Linked DNA regions of Mus musculus: region 2 is linked to region 1. The links are chromatin contacts, called in public HiChIP or PLAC-seq maps. All regions are on one chromosome and are shown on one strand. Each heading gives the region's core, a stretch centred on a gene start, on an enhancer-like site or on the middle of the called end of the contact. The rest is flanking DNA. Distances are from core to core; before and after follow the strand shown.

Evidence for each region. HiChIP or PLAC-seq counts read pairs in DNA pulled down with a chosen protein or histone mark.
Region 2: a FOXA1 HiChIP or PLAC-seq map of pancreatic cancer cells shows a contact between it and region 1. The contact joins two enhancer-like sites. A contact is called at or near these places in 2 of 484 Hi-C or Micro-C datasets (the HL-1 cell line and liver) and 1 of 115 datasets of contacts at active chromatin or transcription factors (pancreatic cancer cells).

What each region holds. Positions count from the first base shown.
Region 1 is chr16:45,884,966-45,891,324 of GRCm38.p6, reverse strand. It overlaps a transcript of Phldb2 not described here. Among named protein-coding and RNA genes, the nearest start is that of Phldb2, 44 kb to the right of the region's middle. Within about 2 kb of position 3,349, at least 61 of the 459 cell types and tissues checked have an H3K27ac peak or open chromatin away from gene starts, as enhancers often do. A contact at or near this core is called in pancreatic cancer cells, where this site is marked.
Region 2 is chr16:46,093,928-46,100,286 of GRCm38.p6, reverse strand. It overlaps Cd96 (CD96 antigen), which reads left to right. Exons shown (of 15, transcript NM_032465.2): 4 at 1,165-1,372; 5 at 5,492-5,547. Among named protein-coding and RNA genes, the nearest start is that of Cd96, 23 kb to the left of the region's middle. Within about 2 kb of position 2,661, at least 19 of the 459 cell types and tissues checked have an H3K27ac peak or open chromatin away from gene starts, as enhancers often do. A contact at or near this core is called in pancreatic cancer cells, where this site is marked.

The DNA of each region.
Region 1 (6,359 bases), core at 2,100-4,599:
AGCATAAGGAAAAAATATAGTACATCTTAATAACTAAGTGATTGACTCTAAACATTGACTCATTAAATTTTAAAGAAGAATGTGTCTCAGAGACACACTATGATGGGGGTGATTTGTTTAGTATAGTTAGATGAACACTGCTCTATTTCCTTGCTAAAGGGAAGGCACTTTTTTCTTTTCTTTCCTTTCTCTTTTTCTAGTTTATGATTCTGTTTGCTTTGCCTAATTTTACTTCTCACTCAGCAGTTCTCAGTTATGACTGGACATTCACACCAGCTAGAAAGTGTTTAAAAATTACTTATGCCTGGGCCTGAGCCCAGAAATTGACTTCACTAGTCAGAGAAGGTTTCTGGCTAAGGGGGATGGCAAAGTTGCCCTTGGTGATAGCAATGCATAACCTGTGAGAAGAGCACACGAGTGAATTAAAACACCATCTGTTTGGGAGGCTCTAGGCAATGATCTCTCAGTTGTAGGCTAAATTGTCTTCACCAGTACACGACTTAGACAACTTAGAAAGACATACACTGACGAACCCACCTATGTCATGACTTGGTCCTTCTTCTAGTAGTTAGATAATTACATGCTCATGCAGGAAGGCTCCTTGTGAGTGACAGGAACTGTCTCCATTTGGAAAGAGCCTCTCCTCCACCTCCAGTCCTTCTGATGCCTCACCAGCTCCTAGTCAGAGTTAGGTGTCTAAATACATGGCCTAGAGCAGTGGGTGTGTGTCTCATGAGTATGAGTTGCAAGATGGTGCAGGCTGTTCCTCTAACTAAAAGTTCTGCCTACTTGTGAAGCCTAGACAAGCCTCGAGTCTCTTGCCCTCTCTGGTCTTCAAACAGTTTGTAGAATGAAAAAAGTTTATCTTAGGAATGCTAAGGAATTTTCCAGGAATTTTCCAGTTACCATAATGTTGCAATTTTTATGACTAACAGAATAATAATCAAATTACTTTATGTCTTGTTAACTTAATTGTTAGTGCTTAAACAAAGAAAAAAAGCATCTCATAAAATGAGAGTTTGGTTTTTTATTAAAATCGACACATACATGTAAATAATATATTTGTTTGAGGCGTATATTTAAGCTATATTTCCCAATAAATGTAAGGCCTCACTCTGTACTTTGTAGATGGTACTAATAGATATTTAATCAAGGATTTGCTGCATTCGTAAACCATAATTCCTAGCTGATGTGAATGTCCAGCCATACGTTACTGGCACCATGCTAGTTAATTGATTTACTGATTGACTAGCTGTCTTATAAAATGGAGCATGCCATTAGCTGTTACCCTATGAAACTCGGGAGACTTGAGTGATGTTCGTATCCCTGGGAAAAAAATCACTTAACTACAAGTGCCAGAAGAAACTTCTACTCTGGAATTAAAGGAGAGTTTGTTTAAAGAAAGGAAAACAACTTTAAATAGTACAATAAATATTTTCCTCTGCTTGGGGGTGACCTGTGCTCAACCTCTGCCTTGTGAAAATACTGTCTTCAAGCCTGTGGTTTTGCAGCACGTCAATAATTCTGAAGAGTCTGTCTGCATTCAGCCGCTGGCCACTTCCAAGCCACATAAGCCTCTCTTGATCACTTTTCTACCATAGACATCCACACAGTCACTAGGCCCCTCTTTCTCTTTAAAGTTGAGTTCTCTTTCTTTTATGACAACTCATCTTTTTTTATTTAATTTAATTTAAATTTTACTTATTCACTTTACATCCTGCTCACTGCCTTCCTTCTGGTCACCCCCTCCCATAATTCTTCTTCCCTCATCCCCATTCCTTTCTCTTCTAAAGGGGTGGGAAACCCCCGGGTATTCCCCCTCCTCCTGGCACTTCAAGTCTCAGTGAAGCTAGGTGCTTCCTCTTTCACTGAGTCCAGACAAGGAAGCCCAGCTAGTAGAACATATTCCACATATAGGTAACACCTTTTGTGGTAGTCCCTCTTCCCATTGTCCAAACACTGAATGTGAGAAACAGGAAATTTGTGTCCCAGGAGGAGGCTTACTGGGGCCACACTAACATGCATTTTTATCTATGCTATGGAAGCCAGATCTTTAATTAATGGCACCCTTAGTCAACACAGTCTCATATGAAGTCTAGCCTGAACATGTGCTACATATGAGTGGAGGGGCCTAGGTTCCAGTCCATGTATGTTCAGACTCTGAGAGCCTATGTCCAGCTTAGTTAACTCTGTTGGTCTTCCTGTAGAGCTCCTATCCCCTTTGGGACCCGCAATCATTCTATTCTTTTGTAAGAGTCCCAAGCCCTATCAACTGTTTGGCTATACCTGTATCTGTCTGAGTCACTTGTTAGGTGGAGCCTCTTAGAAGACAACATGCGCCTGTCTGCAAGCATATCAGAGTGTCATTAATAGTGTTAGGGATTGGTGCTTGCCCATGGGATGGGTCTCAAGTTCAGCAAGCTATTGATTGGCCATTCCTTCAACTCTTCTAGAGTTGGAAGAAATTTGGATCAGTGAAATTATATATATATAAAGTAAGAGTCACTATTAATTGAGTTTATTGATCTAATCAACTGCAGAGGCTTGAAGACAATATTAATGATGTAATAAAAGTATCCACACACAGGAGGTTAAATATAGCCTCTGGGAGATGACACAGACTCCCTGTTAAACAAGGTATATTATATAGTTCTCTAGCTACAGTTAATGATACACTTGAAATTCTGTTATAAGCTATTTTATAAAAGAATAAGGCAGGTCTGGAAACGTAGTTCTGTAATAAAGCACTTGCCTAGTTCGTGTGAGACCCAGGTTCAGCAGACATAGATAGATAGATAGATAGATAGATAGATAGATAGATAGATAGATAGACAGACAGACAGCAAGACTAGAATAAGGTAGAATTTGGTGTATTAGATTCTTTGCAAACTTCCTAGAGCATCACCATCACTCTGGTACTGTACTATCCGGAAGAAACAAGAGCCCCCCCCCCCAAAAAAAAAAAACAAAGTGAAAAATTCTTTAAACAAAGGCTAGTCACACTTACCAAACACTGAATGTGAGAGACAGGAAATCTGTGTCCCAGGAGGAGGCTTACTGGGGCCACACTAATGGACATTTTTATCTATGCTATGGAAGCCAGATCTGTTATTCATGGTTCCCTTAGTCAACACAGTCTCATGGTGAAATACTGCAGACTTAATGGCTTGAGTAACAGAAATCTTTCACAAACAGATTCATCAACTGGAAAGTCCAAGGTCAGGGTACCAGCATGGCCAGTTCCTGCTGATGCTCTCTTCAGAGCTTCGCAAGTCCATATACATGCCCATGACCACAGCTCTCTCTCCCACTTCCTAGAGGAATTCCAGTCCATAGGTCTTCTATGTCCTGTGTGCCTAATTTGAATACTTGGGAAGAAGAGACAGGAGGATCAGGAATTTAAAGTCATGCTGGTTACAGTGTGTTGAAGGCTGATCTTGTCTATATAAGACCTTATCTCAAAAGAAAAGAAAACAAATAATGAAATCTATACGATAAAGACCCTACCTGGACCCATTTAACCTTGAGTACTCTTTAAAAACTGTATCTTCAAACTTGGCCACTGTGGAGAACAGAACTTCAAAATGTGAATTAGGAGAAATACTCTCTCAGTTCATAGCAGTGAGACAGGAAGCCACACATATGGTCCTTGCAGTGGTTTTAAATATGCTTGGCCTATTGGGCGTGGTGCTGTTAGGAGGTGGGGCCTTATTGGATGTTGTGTAGCCTTGTTTGACTAAGTGTGTCACTGTGGAGGTGGAGCATTGAAGTCTCACATATGTGTTCAAATCTGGCCATTGTGATCTAGACCCTCCTCCTGGCTGCCTGCGGACGACACTCTTCCCTAGGCTGCCTTTGGATCACGATGTAGAACTCTCAGCTCCTTCTCTAGCACCATGTCTGCCTGTATGCTGCTGGGCTTCCTGCCATGATGATAATGGACTGAACCTCTGAAACTGTAAGCCCGCCCCAATTAAATGTTTTCTTAGTCATGGTGTCTCTTCAAGGGATAAAACCCTAACTAAGACAATCCCCAAATTCAACAGTTAGTTTTATTCTTTAAAAATAATATCTTAGGGTTTCTGTTGCTCTGATGAAATACCGTGAGCAAAAGCAAGTTGGGGTGGAAAGGGTTTATTTGGCTTAATTTTTTATCACGGAAGGAAGTCAGGACAGGAACTCAAACCTGGAGGCTAGAATGGAGGGATGCTGGTTACTGGCTTGCTCAGCCTGCTTTTTTCTTTTAGAACCAGGACTACCAACCCCAGAATAGCATTACCTACAATGGGCTGGGCCCAGCCCAATCAATCACTAGTTAAGAAAATGCCTACAGATCTTAAGGAGGCATTTACTCAGCTGAAGCTCCCTCCTCTCTGATGATTCACATGCACACCCTAGGAAACCTATAGTGCCTTTAAGAGCAGCTGGATTCAAATGTGACCCTTGGTGCAAGACAAGAGTGGACCAGAGGACATTTTCCCTGAGTCACCCATGGGCCGGTTCTCAGGGTGGTTTACTCAGCCGGCCTAGCCTGTTAAAGCGCCCTGAGGAATGCACTGCCTTTAGCATTCACTGATAAAAATCAAAATACCTACAAAGCCAGAAACGGCTCCTCAGTTAAGAAATATTTCAAGCCCTGGTGTTTGCAGACAACAGGAAGTAGTCGTTTAGCACAGGAAACTCTAAGCTCCTTCACCAAATGGTAAAAAGTACCCATTGGGCTGAAGTCAGGAGATTGCTGGTCTCACCCCTGCTTTGCCACTGATTCGCCTGCTGAAGGCATGACTCTGTTTTCTTATCAGAGAATGAGGCAAGGTTGGAACGGGGCATCTCAAATTCTATTACACATAAGACTTCGTTATGCTGTTTATTTTCAGTGTAAGCTTTCTGACCTGTAGCCTACACCACCTCCAACACACACACACACACACACACACGCCATCACCACCACCACCACCACCACCACCACCACCAACAACAACAACAACAACAACAACAAACAAACAAACAAACAAACAAACAAACAAACAGTTCTGTTTTCCTTACTGGAAAGCCCAAAGTCTGGCTCTCAGCATGGCCAGTTACTGATGATCCTCTTTTCTGGGCAAGGTCTCCCCAGCACCAGTTTTGTGTTTTCAAGGTCCCATCTAGGCCAAGTGTGATGTTATCCCCAGATTTCTGATGCATCCAAAACAGCTTTTTCAAAAACCAGATATCCTTTGCTTACATTATGCACCCGTGGACCATATCAATATTGAAAGCGGTGGCCTTCATCTTGCAGGACCTGATCTTTTCTTCATCAATGTGTTCAAAGGGTGCCCTAGGGTGAGAGAGGACTGCTTGGAATATTGTCTGTTATTCTTTCAAAGCCCTCTGCTCTCCTCTTCCTGCTCAGAACCTGAGTTTCAAAACCCAAGATAGAAACTAGGACCTTCTGAGAGCTTCACTGATATGGCTTCTCTCCAACTCCATTTCCAAAGTCCTGAGTGTTTGGGCAAGACAATTTTTGTTTTCTTTTGTTTTGTTTTCTGTACAAGGTACTGTATCCACTGTGATCGTATTACTAATTGATCAGAATATCGTGTGTGTGTGTCAAAGGCACCCTGCTGTGAGCACCGGTTTCCAGTTAATGTGAACATTGCTTAAGACACTCTCCTGGTACTGAGGATGCTACACTTGGGGTGTGACTCTGTGAAGGCTAAATGATGGAAACTTAGTATTTAATCAGCCTAGTTCTCAAACTCGAAACGCATAAGCACAGCATCAGCATGTGGTTTTCTAGTTATCTAGTGGTGATTGAATACTGGCTCTGAACTGACATTGATTCCAGGAAACCCTAACAAGCATTGTGGCCCTCCAGATAAAAGAGGGGGCCTATGGAGGACATGTGATTAATGAGTTTTGGCTTAAGTGTGACTCAGAGTAGATCCAGTGGTTCCCTGAACAACCCTTCCTGTGGTTTTTTCTGTAGTTCCAGAATGTATAATTGGAATATATGTATATATATATATATATATATATATATATATATATATTTTAGAAATTGGAAAAATCCCCATATTGATTACTTGACCTGTGGAGTGAGGGCTATTGTGGTTGAAAAGGCTGAATGGAAGCCACTGGAGTCACCTCTATCAGGAAAAATAGTGAACTAAAAACATTATTGCATCACTAGAAGAACTGCAGAAATTAGTGCCACCATCAAAGACCGAATGGTGCAGGAGTGATGGTTTCTTCCATACCTCCCTTTAACTCCTCTATCTGACCTGTGAGTAGATGGGTCAAGGAGAATGACAGTTACCTATTGCAAACTTAATCAAGTAGTGACTCGGATTGCAGCTGCTTTAGTTGAGCAGATT
Region 2 (6,359 bases), core at 1,412-3,911, 210 kb before region 1:
ATGCAGGCTGAAGTTCTTTGCAAGGAACCCTAGAGTTTCATTGGTATATGACAGATAATAAACTCAGCCAGATTCAGCCAAAGAGTTAGGGTTTGTATAAGAACTGCTATTTAGTCGACTGGAAATTTCTATATAATTACTCTAATAAATCTGCCTGTGCCAGATTCACTCACCAGCCTTGATTCTCCTTCTACCCCGAATCTAGCATTTTTAAACTAGAAGTTCTCAGTCACAGAGAGTTGCTTTCATTATTTTATATCTTCTCGAATGCATTTCTCTTCACCTTTCTCCCATTAGTTTCTCCCATTGCCCCTGTGCATAATGACGGATCTGGAAAGTTTAGAGTTAGACCAATGAAAGTCACGTTAATGTTTAAATCCCACTTCTTAGGAGTTCCCTTCATGTGCAAGACTCTAAAATTGTTGCTTTCCGGCATTCATTGCTCTGTTGCCTCTCCTTCTTCCTACTCCTGATTCTGTATTTCTCAGAGAATGCCGGGAAGAGAAGGTAATGTGGAAATATGAAGTTGTCGTAAAAGTCTAATTATCACAACCCCAGTAGTGTCCCTAGCACATCTTTTAATTTTTGATGTATTCATTTCTTATACTTTACAACCCAACTGCAGTTTCCCCTCCTTCCTCTCCTCCGAGTTTTTTCACCTGCACATCTACCCCCCTATCCAATCGATCAAAAGGGAGGAGTGGCTCCCCAGCGCATCTTGGCAGTGAGATCTCAGAATTTCTTAAATGAGCACTGGGGTCTGCTATTATCACTCTCTCCTGCCATGAAAGCAAGACCCGTTTAGGACAGGTTTCTATTTGTGCTCGGAGAGGATGAGAGTGGAGTTTATTAAAGTGTAAGCACAGCAATACTTTCTGTAGTAGCATACTCAGTCTCTCCCCATTTTAACGCATGCTTAACCCATTTTAAAGTCCCTGTTGCTCTTCCAGAGGAAATGGTACATTGGGTATCTCAAACCAGCTCTAGTTCCAGTGAATTCGATGCCTTCTTTGGGCTTCCCTAAGAATCTGCCCTCATGCGCGCCTACACACATACACGAATGCGCATAATTTAAAACAAATAAGTAGTGTTAACAAAGCAGTCAGCTGAGAGGCACACTGACATATTCTGTGTTCTATAACTGAGTGCTGTTTCTCTCTCCAGGAGAAAGATGGAGTGGAAGAAGTTCTCTTCACCCACCATCACCACGTCAACAATTCCACATCATTTAAAGGCAGAATCAGGCTGGGTGGAGACTATAGACTCCACCTCTCCCCAGTCCAAATCCAAGACGATGGCAGGACATTCTCTTGCCATCTGACTGTCAATCCTCTCAAAGCCTGGAAGATGTCCACCACAGTCAAGGTTTTTGGTAAGGAGTTTGTCCTATGATCTCTTTGCCACCTTTGTGTCAATGCCTCTGGCCATGCTCTTCTCATGAGAGGGGCCCCCACCCCCACCTTGGCCCCAGGCTGGAGAGCAACCACACAGGGTAACTCCTGCAATTCTGTTTGCCTTAATTCCTATCATTCTCATTGAGGGTAGGGACAAGGGTGGAAGGCTAAAGAATAATTATTCAGCTAATAGAATAAGCCACCAGAAAACCACATATAGGTCAGCTTCCCTGGTGGCCTCTACCTTGTTTGCAGGCGTAATGTTTCCCAAGGGTACCAGAAATCTCTTTAATTATAACTGCCAACGTCTAATTGCTTGGCTGTCTAATTATCTGAGTTATTTTCTGGTGCAAAGTGTAATAAGGCCACAATGAGTAAAAGAAGCTGATAAATACAGCCCGAGAAACTGCAGAAACTCCACAGCCATCCTGCCAGGGCCCACTTGGGTGAGAGGCCACCACAGGCTTCTGACAGTGGAGCCCGCAGACTCTCTGACCTGATCCTAGTGCCACTGACCTGGGAAATCTGCCACGACCTCATTCAGAGTGTAGACACACTGTAGGGTGTGATCTGAAGAGAAAAAAGATATAAGCTCTGTATTTTGTTCCCTGGTGCAAGAAAACATTACTAAACAGAGACTCCAGGCTTTGGCTAGTTTTTCATTTTGGTGACCTTGACCTGCAGTTTTTAAAGTCATTCTAAAGGAGGGTAAAGAGAAAAGCAGCCATGTGAATGGGCAACCAATTGGTTTTTGTTTGTTTGTTTGTTTGTTTCGTTTAATGAGGTGAACTAAGAGAAAATAAACTTTATACAATGTAAGGGCACAGGCTGCTAGATTTCTCCTCAATTTTCTAAATGACAGAGTAGGCAAAGTAAAATAAAATACAAAAACTTTTTTTGTTGTTGTTTTTGTTCATTGCATTGCTTTATTGCATCAGTGGTGAGAAAACATGGTCAGTGGACGAAAACATAAAGTCCTTTATAAAGACAGAAACAGCTGGGGCATGATTGGTTTCGTGAGGAGTTCAGTGCAGATAGCTTTTCTCCCATGCCTCATTGTCTCCTTGCACACACAGTCCCCCCTTTCTCCCCTCCTGCCCTTCCTTTTCTGCTTGCTTCGCCACTCTTCTCTCCCATGTCTCCTCAGGGGATGGGCTAGATAGTCATCATCCATCACCATTGGTTTCCCATGAAGATTTGAGAACAGGCTGCTCCTTGCTGTTGTTGGATCAATAACACCGTTGGTTCACTTCCAGGGTGTGACAGTCTTAGCGCAAACACAAAACCGACTCATCTGGCCTTACTCTTGGCAAGCCAGTGAGGGCAGGCATCCAGGCTGTGGGAAGAAATATGCATTTTAAGTCAGGCGAGGTCTTTGTGCCACAGCATGCTCTAATTGCCTTGTCAACGTACATACCATGTCTGCGAGTCTTTACCGCCCTCAGACGTCTTCATATTGGTTCAGGAGATGGGAGACATATATTCTTACTTCCCACATTTAGCATGTCCTCTGCATCTACATCCCTCTGTCTGAACTTCTTCTGCACTTCTTCTTTAAACTCTGTTTTTTTGGTGGAGGGTGCTTAGAACTATGGAACTCTGCTTGCTTATTTTGTAATTTAGCTTCAATTGTGTAGTGGAATTTTTTAGTAAATACACTGAGTTTGTGGATGTGCTATTAGCTGCAAAGGAGATGTGGGTAAGACTTTGCTGTACCTCTGATGGTATATTTATTTAGGTTGTAGGTATGGGAAACTGATTCAGGAGAATAGTGAGTTTGAGCCCTTGCTACAGAGTGAACCGGTCAGTCAATGGATAATAGAAAGTAAATAAAACCTGCTTTTCATTCAATAGGGTTTTCCTACATCAAAAAAGCCAAAACCAAATTTAAAACCTTTTAAGTAAGTGGTGAATGTGTCCCCAATCCAACCATCATGCACTCCACCCACCACCTAGTTTTTCTTCCCAAGCCATCTCTGCCTCATCTGTTCTTTCTGTAGAGTGCAGACCAGAGGCTGGGTGTCCATTTGCATCAACCACCAACTCACTGCTGAGGCTTTGCTTGCTCTCTCCTGCTCAGAACCTGGAAATTTGAATATTTAGAGCTCACAGCTACGTCCAGGACTTTTAAGGTCTCTCCCCCGCACCTCCCCCCCGCCCCCCTGCAGTGCCTTAATTCTATTTACATTTGTTTCTTATAAGAACTAAGAAATATCCTTTTCTCCATCAAATTCAGGACTGTGTCTTGGTTTGGATTCCCCCAGGGGAGGAACAAAGAGTAAAAGAAGGCATTGAGTTAAATTAACTTATGTGTAGCCAGGCAGTGGTGGCACATGCCTTTAATCCCAGCACTTGGGAGGCAGAGGCAGGCGGATTTCTGAGTTCGAGGCCAGCCTGGTCTACAAAGTGAGTTCCAGGACAACCAGGGCCTCACAGAGAAACCCAGTCTCGGAAAAAAAAAATGTTATGTGTGATGGGATCCCGGTGCAGAAGTGAAGGAGTAGAGAGGGGCTCCTACTCCTAGATAATTCCCAAGAAGATATCTGCAACTGGAATCTGTTTGCAAAGGAAAAATTGGTTTTTCCCAGTGAACTCTCACTGGCTGTATTATCCACAATTAAGGGCAGGACCCCAAGCCCAGCAGTAGCTGGACAGCACAAAACAAACTCAAGGGTTGGTATCTTTGAAGACTTCTTTTCTCATATTAGTTTGATTTGGGCATTTTTGGGGGAGTCTTACTGGTCTTTTGTTTGTATATTTCAGTTTCTGATTTTCTGCTTTTGTGGCTGTGCCTGTGTGTTATTGTTTTTGTTTTGTTTTGTTTTCTTTTGTTTTTTTTAGTTTTGGTTATTTGTTTTGTTCATCTGACTGTTTTCTAAAGGAAGAGAATAAAAGGCTGTGGAGTTAGGTGGGTAGGATCTGAGGGGTTGGGGAAGGGAAAATATGATCAGGACATGGTGTAAGAAAAGTTAACTCCAATTAAATTACATGTGGACACTAGAAATAGTCCTAATAATGATTTGCAAAGTCACCCTAGAGACACAGCACAGGGGAGAAACCTGAGCCCAAGAGGGGAAGGAGGATAATGTATGTGCATAATCATACCAGTTACTTCTTCCAGCCTGAAGATCAGTCTTGCAGAGAGCTCTGAACTATGGCACAGAACACATATCAGGGGCTGGTGAGGTGGTTCACTGGGTAAAAAACACTTACACACAAACCCAGAGTTCTGGCCTGAGTTTGATTGCCAGAATGCAAGGTGGAAAGAGATTCAAACTCCCAAAAGTGATCCTCTGATCACCATGGTCCTTATGAGCAATCTCTCTCTCTCTCTCTCTCTCTCTCTCTCTCTCTCTCTCACACACACACACACACACACACAAACACACACACATATTTTATTAATCCTATTTGAGGTCTCAAATGCAGGGCAATGAAGCCAGGATATTTTCCCCCTGACTTCCCGTCTGTTACATTATCTCCTTCTTCCTTCCCTCCTCATATTCTCAATGAATCCAGAGGCAAGGGATCATAAATAGGCCCAGCAGCAGCTTTCGGCAACCAGAAGTCACTGCTGAGCAGGCAGGCAGGTAAACCACCTGGGACAAAGAATGGCAACAGTCTTTCAAGAGGTTCATAGAAGGCTGGGTCTGCTGCTGTAACAAGAACAAGCTCGGAGGTGCTTCAGTCTTCAGTGTCCATGCGCAAAGCTCTGGTGATGAAGACTTCCAGGAACTTGCAATTTGTAGCATGGCAACAAAACCATCTCCTGATACGTGTTAGTGCCAAGCAAGCCAAACAGCAATCAAGTGTTTCTCTGATTCCCTCAGGGTTCTAGAAGTGAAACATTTCCTTCCTGCACACACATCCCTTTCTCCCAGTGGATTTCTTTCCTCTATTCTAGCTGCCCCTTCTCAGACTTTTGAAAAGGCAATTATAACTACTCTTCCCATCCATGAAAACACTAAATTTGTATGTATTTTTGTGTACCATGGAATGCTTACACACACACACACACACACACACACACACACACACACACACACACACATAGTATAGACTTCAGTGACACTAACTGTGCCTTATTTGCTTTTAAGCTAAACCAGAAATCCTCATGACTGTGGAAAACAGCACCATGGATGTCTTAGGAGAGGTGAGTCACAGCGAATTCTTTGAATACCCATACTATTACATGCCAAGCTGTGTCAGATTGCCTGGCTGCCAGGAACATTCCCTCAAAAGACCTTATTCCTTGGCCCTTAGCCACTTAACTGCTGCTGTGAAGGCAAGCTGAGGTGACTGGAAACTGCAGAGAAATCCTGGCTTTGACTTACTGCTCTCAGAAGGCGTGGGCTGAGGCCTTAGGTCTTACTTTCCTGGTGTGTGTGTGTGTGTGTGTGTGTGTGTGTGTGTGTGTGTGTGTGTGTGTAGAAAGGGGGTTCAATTGTTTAAATGTCTCTGAGATTAAAAACTGAGGGAAAGTGGGACAAAAACCAGTGTGAGTCCTGGTGGAAGTTGACTTTTAATTTGTTATTCTCCCGAGTTCTCCTTCCCATTGCCTTGAGAAGAGGAATGGGGCCCTCCCGTCCTCCTCCCAAACCTGCCTATTTCCCTGGCAATAAGAGAAAGGGCGGGAGAAAGGGAGAAGCAGAACACGATGCTCTGAGTTTGCCCCTTCAGAGTAGCTCTTGGCCTCTAGTCACTGCATCCGAACACATTACTTCATTTCTCTGTAGTCAGTTCTCCATTTATATGACATACCAAATAATAATATCTGCTTGTTGTGGTCAATAATGAAATCAATGTCTGAGTAATTCTTAAAGGAGTATGTGGCATGAAGGAAAATGGTCAATAAATATTGCTGCTGTTAGCAATGCTATTCTGGGGGGAGTGTGGTTTTGGTTTTTTTGTTTGCTTTTGGTTTTTTGGTTTTTTGTTTTTTTGTTTTTTGTTTTGTTTTGGTTA